3 separate regions of the Mus musculus genome follow, and regions 1 and 2 are each linked to region 3. The links are chromatin contacts, called in public Hi-C and promoter capture Hi-C maps. All regions are on one chromosome and are shown on one strand. Each heading gives the region's core, a stretch centred on a gene start, on an enhancer-like site or on the middle of the called end of the contact. The rest is flanking DNA. Distances are from core to core; before and after follow the strand shown. Region 1 holds the start of Bcl2a1b (B cell leukemia/lymphoma 2 related protein A1b). Region 2 has its middle 54 kb from the start of Mthfs. Region 3 holds the start of Tmed3 (transmembrane p24 trafficking protein 3).

Region 1 (3,865 bases), core at 788-3,287, 510 kb after region 3:
CAGTAAACATGAATAGATGCTCAACATGAAGAGTAGCTGTGCTAGTAACCAAGGGGAAAAGAATTAACACAAAATAACTAGGTGTGTGTATTTAGTGTAACACAGTGGAGAAAGTTAATAAATTACTAGGACCTCATACTAGAGGACTTGGACCAAGGGAATACAGGATGCTCTCAACATGCTCTGGTAGAACCACTATGGAAGGGAAAACTCCAGTAATTTCAAAGTGGATATACACCCTGAGCAAGTAAATATACAAGCAAATATCCACCCTAGAAAACATACCTACACGCAGGAAAAGGTCTGGAAATAACTCAAATAAATATATGCCAGCTGGAAGAGGCCAAGTCTCCAACAACATGTATATACAACAAAACAGACTAAGAACTCGGTGTGGGATTAGAGATCTTGTTCACACAATACAGGGACTCCACGATTGATGTACTTCCTCAGACCATAAAATAGTCTTTAAAATGTTATTTTAAGTGTACTGGGTTGACGAAAGCAGTTACAGAATAAATCTATGTACTATTTGGGTGGGTGAGATGAATGAGTCCTTCATGTGACCAGAGGTGGCCTTCTACTGATTTACTATGTAGTTGAAGATAACCTTGAAGTTTTGGTCCGTTTATCTTTCTTTCCATGGTTCCATAATTGGCACTTCCTTGTATAGCCCAGATACCAATTTGTAAAATATTTCCCAGAAAGACTAACCATGAGGCTAAGGATACAGTACACTGATAAAACATATGCTCAGACCACATTAGGCTCTATATTTGACCCCTAGTGACTTTGTAGGGGAGTCTGGTTAGCTACACATAATAGTGTGCTAAGAAAATGGAAAAAAGTGTGTAAGTAATGTAGGTATAAAAGCATACACATAGTTGACTATTACAACACAGTGAAGTACATATGACAGTATTTAATACCAGCTCTTTCTGTACTAGTTCTAGATTGTCATGAGAAACCCTAGCAAGAGGCAGGCACTTGGGGATCTGCACTGCTGATATTGAAGATATTGTTTTAAAAAATATGGTGCTGATCTCAAGCCCAGACCTCACAGCTAGAATTAAAGCTGGAAACACAAATGTTCTCCAACTATAAAAAGACGGGGGTGGGGAGTGGGCTGGAGAGATGGCTCAGCAGTTTAGAGCACAGACTGCTCTTTCAGAGGTCCTGAGTTCAAATCCCAGCAACCACATGGTGGTTCACAATCATCTGTAATGGAATCTCATACCCTCTTCAGATGTGTCTGAAGACAGTGAAAGTGTACTCACATACATAAAACAAATGTATAAATCTTATTTTAAAAAGCCTTAAAGAAACATTTCAAGTAGAGGCCATTGGAAAGGACCCAGGGGATTTTTGTTTTGTTTAATTTTAACTCAGAGTATCTAAAAACAAGGCATACAAACAGACTGAAGTCCTTTGATTGTTACTTTCTTGTTTGTTTTAATTAGTAAGGAAACTCTTCATTCCTATTCTTCACTAGAAAAAAAAAATATATATATATATAGTCATCACACATACCCAACCTCCATTCCGCCGTATCCATTCTCCTGTGTTATTGATTATGAATTCTGCCACAAAACTGGAAACTTGTTTGTAAGCACCTACATCCAGGGCAATCTGCTCTTGCGGAAGTTTTTTGAGGAGAACACCCCCAAAGGCAAATATAGTCACAATCCTTCCCCAGTTAATGATGCCATCTTCAAACTCTTTTTCCATCACTTGGTTGAATATTATTCTGGCGGTATCTATGGATTCCACGTGAAAGTCATCCAAGTATGACTTCAGATTCTTTTCAACTTCCTTCTGAACGGAGAAAGCAACTCTTTGTAGCACTCTGCATGCTTTGCTTGGAGCCGACTCAAAGGCGGGTACCTGTAGCACATACTGAAGATAGTGCTCAGCCAGGGAGTGGATATACATGAACTCGTACTCAGCCATCTTCCCTGGCAGAGCTGACTGCTGCTGCCCACCTAGAGGCCAAGGAGGCAAAGACTGCAAAGATAGGTCTTGTCAGGGGAGGAACCCTAATCATATCTGGAGGCTGTTGGAATTTTTGTTTGCATCATGTCACAGCGTCCTTCCTTCTCGTCACTTATGTGCGTGGGCGGTCTGTGAAAGCCAAAGTTCAGACTGTGAAGGAGGAAAATGTTTCAGAGCAACACACCACTTCCTCTTCCTCTTCTGATTCAGTTTAAAAGTCAAAAATGAGAGGATGTGGAGAAACAAGATCCCTCTAAGTAGGTGGGAACTAGAGGCCCTTCAAAGTCACTCTGGCAGTAGTACACTTGAGAAGTAGATAGACCAGGTTGAGAGGAGACAAAGTTAGCTCTTTTCGTCAATTTAGAATTTCTGATAGAAAACGATCCGGCTATAAACCCAACTCAGTACATACTTCATTTTAAGTATTCGTTTACTTTTTTCTTTGGACTTGCCTGAGAGTATGTATATGTATCACGTGCCTGGAAACCCACAGAACCGAGAAGAGGGTGTCAGATCCCTTAGAACATGAGTAAGAGGCAGCCTGGTGTAAGCGCTGAGACGAAACCTGGGATCCCCTGAAACAGCAGCAAGTGTTCTTAATTCCTGAGTCACTCACCTCTCTAGTCCTTAAAACATTTTCTTATATCACATACATTATCCATTATCTGGGTTAGAAATCATGGGAGAAATTAGGAGTACTGACATAAGAGTCATAGTGCCTTGTTGCAGTTGTAGACAAATCCTTCTTCCTGTTTATTGTGGCTTTGGCTTGAACTTGAAAAAGGAAGCCATCGAGACTGACTTTAGAGGCTTGGGGTGAAGCTAAAGGAGATGACCTAAATACTGCTCCTGCTACTGTGTCTGTGAGATGTAGGTGCTTCATGATGCTCTCTTCATTCTGTCATGAATGAATGAGGATTTGGCTTCTCACGTACCCCCGGACCTAGTGAGTACAGAACTTCCAGAGTCCACAATTTGAAGTAAGAGAAAATATATCATTTTGTTGAGCTTTGATAAGCAACTCTGAGAGCTTAGTGGAGATTGTGAATCAGTGGTTAAGGCAACATTGAAACTTTGAATTGCATCTTAAGTCCCCTCACCTAAGCATGTAGCAGTGAAAGCAGCTGCTGAATGCATGGAGATGAGGAGCTATGCTTGCCTGAAGAGTCAGTGGTGGAGAAATAGAAACAATTCACATCCTTAGAAATATCAACTGTTTCCTCCTCCCGTTTTCCTCCTTCATACATGCAACGACTTCGATTCTTTGCATCAGCATCTAATGAGCAACGGCAAACACAGAAGAGAAATTCATTTACAACTTGTATTTATGAACCGTTACTATAAAGTTGAGAAGGGAGGGAGAGAGGCTGCTCAGAGTGCAGGGAAATAGAAACTTGTGGTAGATGTGGAAACACACAACAGTCATTGATTCAAAGCTAGCTGACCTGTCTTAAACCTACCACCAACTGCATTAGAGGCCACAGGCCCCACTGCCTGTTTCCATTCAGTGATAGCAAGGCAGGACTCTGAAGCCACACTCCCATACAAGCCAATGTCCTCAGAAGGAAACCGGTTATACAACTTTATGCAACATGTAGATTATATTAACCTGCTTTTTGAGTGCTCTCCAACCCCACTTCCCCCCACTTCTCTTCCTCACAAGGGTCTGCCCTGAGTAGTAACTCTCTTGCAGCTTGCCAGTTTCTTGTGGCTCCCTCCCTCTTACCCTCCCCTCTGCTCTTCTCATATCTACTTAACACAGAGTTTTCTTTTTGGAGTTTCCATACAGAACAGACAGCTCATGGTTCTAGAGCCACCGCAGTTCTCTAATATCTTACCGTGCAAAAGTCCTCTATGACTATTTCTGTTAGCT
Region 2 (4,129 bases), core at 1,436-3,935, 440 kb after region 3:
TAAAGGTGACTGCACTGGTCTCATGAGCTGGAGATTTGTCAAGCTGGCTCTTCAGTTCAAGTACAAATTAGAGAAGCAAGAAACTTTGTGGGTTATTTGTTGAGCCAAAAAACACTCATTCAGCTTGATGTGGTCACGTAGTCCTATTTAGAAAGAGGTGAAAATAATTCACGTGACATTTAGAAACTCCTGACATTTCAGTTTTATAATGAGCACCACTGGGGTAACCATGGCCTTGAGAACTGCTCCCTCCCGCCTTCCCTCCTTCTCTCTCTCCCTTCCTCCTGTGTACTCTCTCCTTTCTGCCTCCTATGCATGAGTCTGCTTGATTCGTGCTCTTCCCCCTCCTCACCTAACCTGTCCTAAAGAAGGCACTCTAGTAGCTTAGCTAATATCAGCATTTTCTTATCTCAATAGTCTATAATGACTATAGAATCCTAAATTCACCAAACATATCACTATGCTCTATTAGAAATGCCTCCCTGACTCTGTTCTAACTAGAGATGCACAGGTGAACCATCTGGCCAGTGAGATGTGAGCATAGACTAGACCTGCCCTGAATTATTCAGTGATGTATGGAATAAGTAGCCCAGAATAACTTGACTTTAGACAACAGCAACCTTGATCTTAGTTACTCCATCTTGAGTATAAGTGCCAAGAAAAAATGACTCTATATGTCTTGTTTATAACCACACAATGGTGGCCAACAACTGTACCTGCCAGCACACCTGGAGGTACAAATTGGTAAAATGCAATCCCCTCAACTGGGGCTATAAAAGGAGAGCCCCAAGACAGATATGTATCAGGCACAGTGTCAATAATGGGCCGCTGCCTGTCTCCAGGCTCCAGCTCAAGTCTTTTCCTGCCCATGACCTTTAGACTACTTTCAATGGCACCACCAATTTCTCTAAGTTCTCTGACCTCTACAGATGTAGCCTGGAATGTATATACAAAAAGAGAAAAAAATTTAAATTAAAAAAAAAATCTGTTTGTCAATGGCCAGCTATCAAGAGAAATCAGATTACTTGGCAAATTCCAGCCAGCAGAACTGACACAACTTGGAAATTTATTGGTCATTCAATAAATTCTGACATAGTAGACAGACACAAATATGGCCATTTGTATTTCTGTCATTGCCCACTCATGACAGATGTCAACAGAAAATGATAGAAAACAGAACTGACTTCATTGGTCTGAGTTTGTACCTTCTACCTTATTCCTGCCTGGAAAGTTGACTCTAGAGGGACCAGAGGGCAGGCAGAAGTCTTATAGCCATGCAGATAAATCCCACATGCATAGAACGGACAAGCAGAGAATCAAAGGAAACCTGGAACCTAGCTCCTCCCTTAGCACCTACACCAACCTAAAACAGGCTGTGTGGGACCCATGTTATCTGTAACAGAACTACATTCATGAAGATACTCTGAGTCAAATGTGTTGCTCCCATCTGCACGAGCTCCCCTGTTTCAGATTCAGAGATTTTTCTGACTCTCTTTCCTGGAAGATTGAGATGGAACATCATAACAAGACAGTTCTCCACTTCTGATAATAATTTAAGACAATAGGTACTTCTACAGGCCCTACCCACCTACATGCTAGAAATAAGAAACTGGGCACAGTATCTAGAAGCCACAGCCCAGTTTCCAGGAGCACAGTGAAAACTTTCTGCTACTGGAAAAGCCTCATAACATACTTGCTGGACTTCAGATGCTCAAACCTCTTGATCCCCATACAATATCAGTACAGTACAGCTACCTGCACTCACATGACCTCAGATCTCTTCTGATACAAGAGGCCATGCACCCTTCTCAGCAGAGCCTCCTGCCCTACCCAGGCATCAGCATTGTCACTCTTCCACTGGCTCTTCCACTGCAACATCTCCTCCTGTCCTATCTCTATTTGGTCAACTTCCACAGGCACTTCTGTGCCCTCCCCTGCCCCAATTCTCGACAACCTTCTTTCTGCACAGACCGATGACACACCATCTATGTGTTGGTGAATTAATGAACTTCCCTTCTTTCTTTCAGGCTCAAGCCTCTGGTGCCCAACTGTCAGGTCAGCCTGACATCCCACTTGGATGATTCCTGAAGAGTCTTCAGCTGAACATGCTGAAACTTCAATTTTTATTTTATTAAAACCAAAAAGCAGATACCATTAAAAATGGCTATTATCAGAAAACAAAAATAACAAATGTCAGCCAAACTGTAAAAGCAAAGTTAAAACATTGGTACATGCCTATTCTTGGTGGAAATGCAAAGCGTTGTGGTCTCTGAGTGAAATAAAAATACAGTCGTAGCTGGGCAGTGGTGGCGCACGCCTTTAATCCCAGCACTTGGGAGGCAGAAGTAGGTGGATTTCTGAGTTCAAGGCCAACCTGGTCTACAGAGTGAGTTCCAGGACAGCCAGGGCTACACAGAGAATCCCTGTTTTGAAAAACCAAAACCAAAACCAAAACCAAAAACCAAAAAACAAAAACAAAACAACAACAATAGCAAATAAACCAAAACCAAAAACAAAAAACCAGTAGTTTCTACAGTAAAAATAAACAGAATCCTCATTGATTTGGAAATTCTTCTGTGAATATAAATTCCAAAAAGTAAATGCAGAGACTTTGAACAGCACTGCTCACAACAGTCTCATAATCAACAGGTGGAAACAGCAATTGCACAACACCAGATGACTGCAAAAGCAAACTGTGCCATAGACACACATGCAATATTATTCAGCCTAGTAGTGGAAGGAAACCATCCGTAGTGATGAAGCATGGAAACCAGGGCCAGCAATGAGCACACAAGGCAAGAACTCACCCAGTATGCTATAGCCCCAAAAGAAAGGGAATTCAAACTTATGTTACAACATGGAATAAACTTGAAGCTATTGTGCTAAGTAAAATAAAGCAATCATCAAAGGACAGAAACTAGAAGATTCCATGGTATACAAAGTACCTAGAGTAGTCAAACTCATGGAGTTAGAAAGTGAAATGGTATTTGGAAAATTATGGGAAGTGGAGCAAATAGAGACCGGTTGTTAGCCACTGGGAAAAATGCTTCTCTCTCCAGTCACTCTAGACTGTGTGCTCTGAAGCTGTTAGTGCCCAAGTGGAGAATGAGGCTTCCTATTCTCCTATGGACAAGTACAGCTTGCTGTGTTGCCTAGACTATGACGAATCCTGGTTGGCACTGCGTAGCAGGCTGAAGAGGGGTGTCCCTGGAATGCAAGAGATCTGATAGGGTGTATGGCTCATGTCCAGTGATTGAAAATGATAGAGAGCTAGCTAGATGGTTCAATGGGCAAAGGTATTTGCGGCCAAACCTGAAGATGATGCAATTTTGATCTCTAGAATTCACATGGTAGGAGGGAAAAACTCATTCCTGGAAGCTCTATCCTGACCTCTACACAGGAGCCATGGTAAGCATGTCAGGGCCCCATATACACATAACAAATGCATGGGATAATAAAATGCACAAAATTAATGGATACTTACATTCAATTACATGACTATGAATAGTCTAGGATCAGCAAACTATACCCTACAGCATCTTATTGTGACATTGCAACATCCAATTGAGTGGTTGAAACAGAATCACTAAGTCTTATAATATTTGCTTAACTTCCTAGACCCTTAACTGAGGAAGGTTTGATGACTCCTGGTCTAGACCTACCTACTCCTGGGTACTTGCAGAAAGCAAAGGTGATATCAAATAATGGATTGTAACTAGCTATGATTATATGACTAGTTACATAAAGGAGACCCATAATATTTATATTACTTTTATATAAATATTTATATAGTGGGAATGTTTATATAATAGGAATGTAGCTCAGTTGGTAGAATGTTTGCCTAAAAGGCACAAAGCCTTGGATTCAGTCCCCAGCGAAGCATAATCTGGCATTGTAGTGCATACTTGTAATTACAGCACTGATCACATGGTAATCACAGTTAATCATGTGTGTGTATCCTAAAGATAGATAGATAGATAGATAGATAGATAGATAGATGATGGGTGGATGCATAGATAGATAGATAGATAGATAGATAGATAGATAGATAGATGATGGGTGGATGATAGATAGATAGATAGATAGATAGATGATGGGTGGATAGATAGATGATGGGTGAATGGATAGA
Region 3 (4,180 bases), core at 223-2,722:
CTCCTAAAACAATACAATAGGTACCACCTGATCACTGTCTGCTAAGGCAATAATTTATTTTTTTAAAACTCAGGCATTTTCTCTTGTCTTATATGTAGTTTGATGCTGATTCCAATTCTGCCTGCTCCAACTTAAAGAGCTGTGAAACCAGGCCTCTTCTTTTGAACCACTGCAGATTCCCCCTCCCTCCCCCACCCTCCCAACCCCCATCCCCACCACCTGGAACTTAAATGTAGCGCTTCATCTTTAACTTGTGGGAACTTCAGTTTTGTTTTGTTTTGTTTTGTTTTGTTTTTCTTCACTTGATTTTCCAGTTAGATGATTATAACTTTCACATCTTCAAATACTCTTCATTAAAAATGTTAAGAGTTGGAGGAGAGATGGCTCACTGGTTAAGAATACTTCTAGAGGACCCCAGTTTGGGTCCCAAAAGCCTTATCAAATGAGTGACAACTGCCTGCAATTCTAGCTCCAGGGGATCCAAAGCCTCTGGCCTCTTTGGAGACCTGCATTCATATATACATACTCATATACACACATGTGCATACACATAATTGAAAATAAGAAATATAAGTCAATGTTAAATAGGACAAGCAGGGAAGGAGCCCCAAGGCACACAGCTCAACACCTCTTTCACATCTAATCTAGCACAGAGATAGTACATTTTATTAATAATTATATTATGGGTGCTGCTTTCATGCACATTAGCTCCTTGATACAGGATCCAGTATGGCCAGTGGTAGTGTATGCCAATTTTATCTATGTGGTAGTATATATGAGTAGTGAAATTCTTTGTTAAAATTAAGATTCACCATATCTAATAATGTTCTACTGACAGTAAGTGTTTATGTATCAGCAAATATTATAACATGTAATGTCTCTTTGTTTATGGACTATGGTGAACATAAAATCATATATATCCTTCTTAGGGCAGTTGTCATGAATAAGACAATAAATCAACTTGTCTTTCAACACTTTTAGAAGTTAAAGGGGATGGCAGATTCTCTCTGAAAAAATTTTCAATGTGACCCGAATGCGAAAACATAATTGAAATCCTTTAGATGCTTTTATTTCCAGAAGGGAGTCTGTGTGCAAGAAAACCTGTTTTCCCCCAGTGTAGCCATGGGGTTTACTTTGTTGAACACTTCTTCACCTTAGGTAGGAGGGGGGAGTGGAGGATCCGTCGCCTCCCTTCCCTGCGGTTCCTTTCTAGTCCATCGAGTCCTCCTAACTACTGAATGTGTTCATTACGTCCGGGATTTCTCCGGAGACGTGGCAGACACTAAGTGACAGCAAGTCAGAAACAGACTAGAAGCCCAACGGTTTCCGAGTTGAAGGGACGCACTGAGAAGTACCCGAGTCCAAGAGCCGCATCAAATACAATAGCGCCTAAACTCAGTGATGCGCTTGCGCAGCGGGCGGAAAGGTTCCCCGCCCACCTCTCTGGTGTGCGGCTGCGCGCGGAGTGGCCGCCACCCGGAACCGCTGTGCTGAGCTCGCGCCACGTCTCTTCAGGGGGCCCCTCCCCTCTCCCTGCTGTCCCTGCTGTCGCTGCGCGGGAGCCTAGAGAGGACTAGGCCCGGAGCATCATGGTCCACGAGGCTCCGCACGCTTCATCCTTCCAGATGCTGCTACAGCTGCTGCTTCTGCTCCTGCTCCGGGCCGAGCCACTGCGGAGCGCTGAGCTCACCTTCGAGCTGCCGGACAACGCCAAGCAGTGCTTCCACGAAGAGGTGGAGCAGGGCGTGAAGTTCTCTCTGGATTACCAGGTGCGGCCCTAGCCGCGTCTCACTGGGGCTACTGGTGCGCCGCCATCCGGAGCGGCCAAGATTAGCCACCAAAGGCTGAGGGGGTCGGGGATAACAACCCCAGACCGGTTGACTTCTCCCTGAGAAGAAACGTTTGTATCTGCCAGAGCCCTCCCGAAGTGGGCCAGGGGCACTGGGGAGTTAGGCAGGCTACAGGTGAGCGCTCAGGATGGGGGGCCTGTTACCGCCCCCTGTCGCCCCCTGCAGAATTGACCAGAATGACCTCTCCCAGGTACCTCCAGGAACATCAGTATTAATTAGCTGGACACCCACTGGGTGGCAGTCTGACCCAACTGTCACTTTGGGCTGGGTGTCTTGCTGGTGCTGAAGTCAGCTGCATCCTTTACAGCTGGAGTTTGGGGTGACATAGTTGGAGTGATGAAGGGTTTTTTTTTTTTGAAAGGAGGGTTCAGTGCAGACTTCGAACCCTGCCAGTGTATACTTAAGGACAGTCACACACACTCCCTCCCCAGTGGTGTGGCTATGTGGCTTGCCTCTCTGCTTACCATATGGCTCAACAAAGTTAGGTCCTGCACTTTGGTCTCCATGGACAGATCTCATAGCTAACAGTTGCTTTGGTAAAGGCTCTATCCCCTAGGGTTAATGAGTAGGCATAGGGTCAGAGGGATGAATGACCACCATAAAGCAAGACCTCTAGAAATGAGGTGACACAGGCACCCCAGTTGTGTACAATGAGTAAGCCCTTCTATGGTAGACGCTCTGAAGGTTGCTTCTGCTGACAATTCCATGTATGGTGGAGTCACTGATGAGACTGCTCTCACATCTATGGACGACATACAGTGTGTGTGTGTGTGTGTGTGTGTGTGTGTGCCTGCCTCAGCACAGGCAGCCTAAGAATAAGAACAATATTCTTGGCTGGGCAGTGGTGGCGCAGGACTTTAATCCCAGCACTTGGGAGGCAGAGGCTGGTGGATCTCTGAGTTCGAGGTCAGCCTGGTTTACAGAGTTCCAGGACAGCCAGGACTATACAGGGAAACCCTGTCTCGAAGAAACAAAACAAAACAAAACAAAACAAACAAGAACAACAACAACAACCGCCCCCCCCACCCCAGCATTCTTGATGTGGCTAGTGAGGCTCCAGAAGCCGTTGAGGGTAGGCATGCCCCATCAGTGGGGGGAAATCTATAACCACCAAAGAGACAAGCCTCTGAGAATGTAAAGGGCTTTCTAGATTAGATTGCAGTGGGAAGAGCCACCCTAAGTGGGAGTACCATCATTCACCAGGCTGAATAAAAAGGAGGAAACCAGCTGAATGCTATCGTTCATTTCTCTGCTTCCTGACTCTGGATACCATGTGATTAGCCCCTACCCCTACCCCTGGAAGCCTTCATGTTCCAGATACCATGCCTTCTCCCTGATGAACTATGCCCTCAAATTTATTTGCAAGTCAAATAAATTTGAATTTATTTGCAAGTCAAATAAATTTGGATTTTTTTCCTTGAATTGCTTCTGTCAAATGTTTTGTAGTAATACTAAGAAAAACACCGAGTGCAGTGGTCACTGCCTCTTAACTGCGTAGGCTCAGCAGGATGGGAAGCTACATGGAGTCTGTGTTGGAAAATGGTGAGGGTTAAATTACAGAATGCTTAGCGGGGTCCCCGTTATGGTCAGCATTTCAAAGAATTGCTTGCCTCCCCATCACTGCACCCTTTTTGTGGTTGTCAGGTTATCACTGGAGGCCACTACGATGTGGACTGCTATGTGGAAGACCCCAGGGGCAACGTCATCTACAGGGAGACCAAGAAGCAGTATGACAGCTTCACGTACAAGACAGAGGCCAAGGGCGTCTACCGGTTTTGCTTCAGTAATGAGTTCTCCACCTTCTCTCATAAGACCGTCTACTTTGACTTCCAAGTGGGTGACGAGCCCCCCATTCTCCCAGACATGGGGAACAGGGTCACGGCTCTCACTCAGGTGAGTGTGCATGACCGTGACAGGACTAGGGGAACCCTCCCACTCTCATCATGTTTCTGCTTTTTTTGTCCTTGTCCTAGCTGATGAACCAGAATCACCCTCTAGCTGTAAAAGACTCCATACCACTTCTGGTCTCCTGTTTCTAGCCAGAGCCCTCTCATAGCTAACACTTTTCCTCTCCACCCTTCCAACTCTCTTTCTCGGGCGTGGCACGTCTTCCAAAATTCTGACATGTACCTGTCTGCTGTGTCATATGCTCAGATGGTGAAGAACAATGTCCTGCTTCAGGAGTGTGTTGGTGAGGGTCAGACCAGCTGCTGCCATAACAAACTCATATGTCAGGGCCTAGCACACTGGGTAGTGCACTGCTCTCAGGGTAGTTTGGAAAAGGTTGGATGGTGACTTGGGAATCCAGGCTCTCTCTCTCTCTCTCTCTC

What was found. Promoter capture Hi-C pulls out the DNA fragments that hold promoters and counts their contacts. A called contact is a pair of places that touch in the nucleus more often than the background predicts.
Region 1: a Hi-C map of B cells shows a contact between it and region 3, with 13 read pairs. The contact joins the promoter of Bcl2a1b here to the promoter of Tmed3 in region 3. A contact is called at or near these places in 1 of 39 promoter capture datasets (the C10 cell line), 2 of 484 Hi-C or Micro-C datasets (B cells and bone marrow-derived macrophages), 2 of 115 datasets of contacts at active chromatin or transcription factors (memory CD8 T cells and microglia) and 2 of 9 other capture datasets (adipose tissue and liver).
Region 2: a contact with region 3 is called in a promoter capture Hi-C map of liver, with 4 times the contacts expected there. The contact joins the enhancer-like site here to the promoter of Tmed3 in region 3. A contact is called at or near these places in 14 of 39 promoter capture datasets (the 3T3-L1 cell line, the C10 cell line, HPC-7-derived erythroid cells and 9 more), 1 of 484 Hi-C or Micro-C datasets (bone marrow-derived macrophages), 2 of 115 datasets of contacts at active chromatin or transcription factors (bone marrow-derived macrophages and microglia) and 3 of 9 other capture datasets (adipose tissue, liver and macrophages).

Annotation. Positions count from the first base shown.
Region 1 is chr9:89,197,445-89,201,309 of GRCm38.p6, reverse strand. Bcl2a1b (B cell leukemia/lymphoma 2 related protein A1b) reads right to left here and starts at 2,037. Exons shown (of 2, transcript NM_007534.3): 1 at 1,531-2,037. The coding sequence starts at 1,950.
Region 2 is chr9:89,263,302-89,267,430 of GRCm38.p6, reverse strand. No RefSeq gene overlaps it. Among named protein-coding and RNA genes, the nearest start is that of Mthfs, 54 kb to the right of the region's middle. Within about 2 kb of position 2,685, at least 4 of the 459 cell types and tissues checked have an H3K27ac peak or open chromatin away from gene starts, as enhancers often do. A contact at or near this core is called in liver, where this site is marked.
Region 3 is chr9:89,702,335-89,706,514 of GRCm38.p6, reverse strand. It overlaps Tmed3 (transmembrane p24 trafficking protein 3), which reads left to right and starts at 1,472. Exons shown (of 3, transcript NM_025360.2): 1 at 1,472-1,769; 2 at 3,495-3,743. The coding sequence starts at 1,590.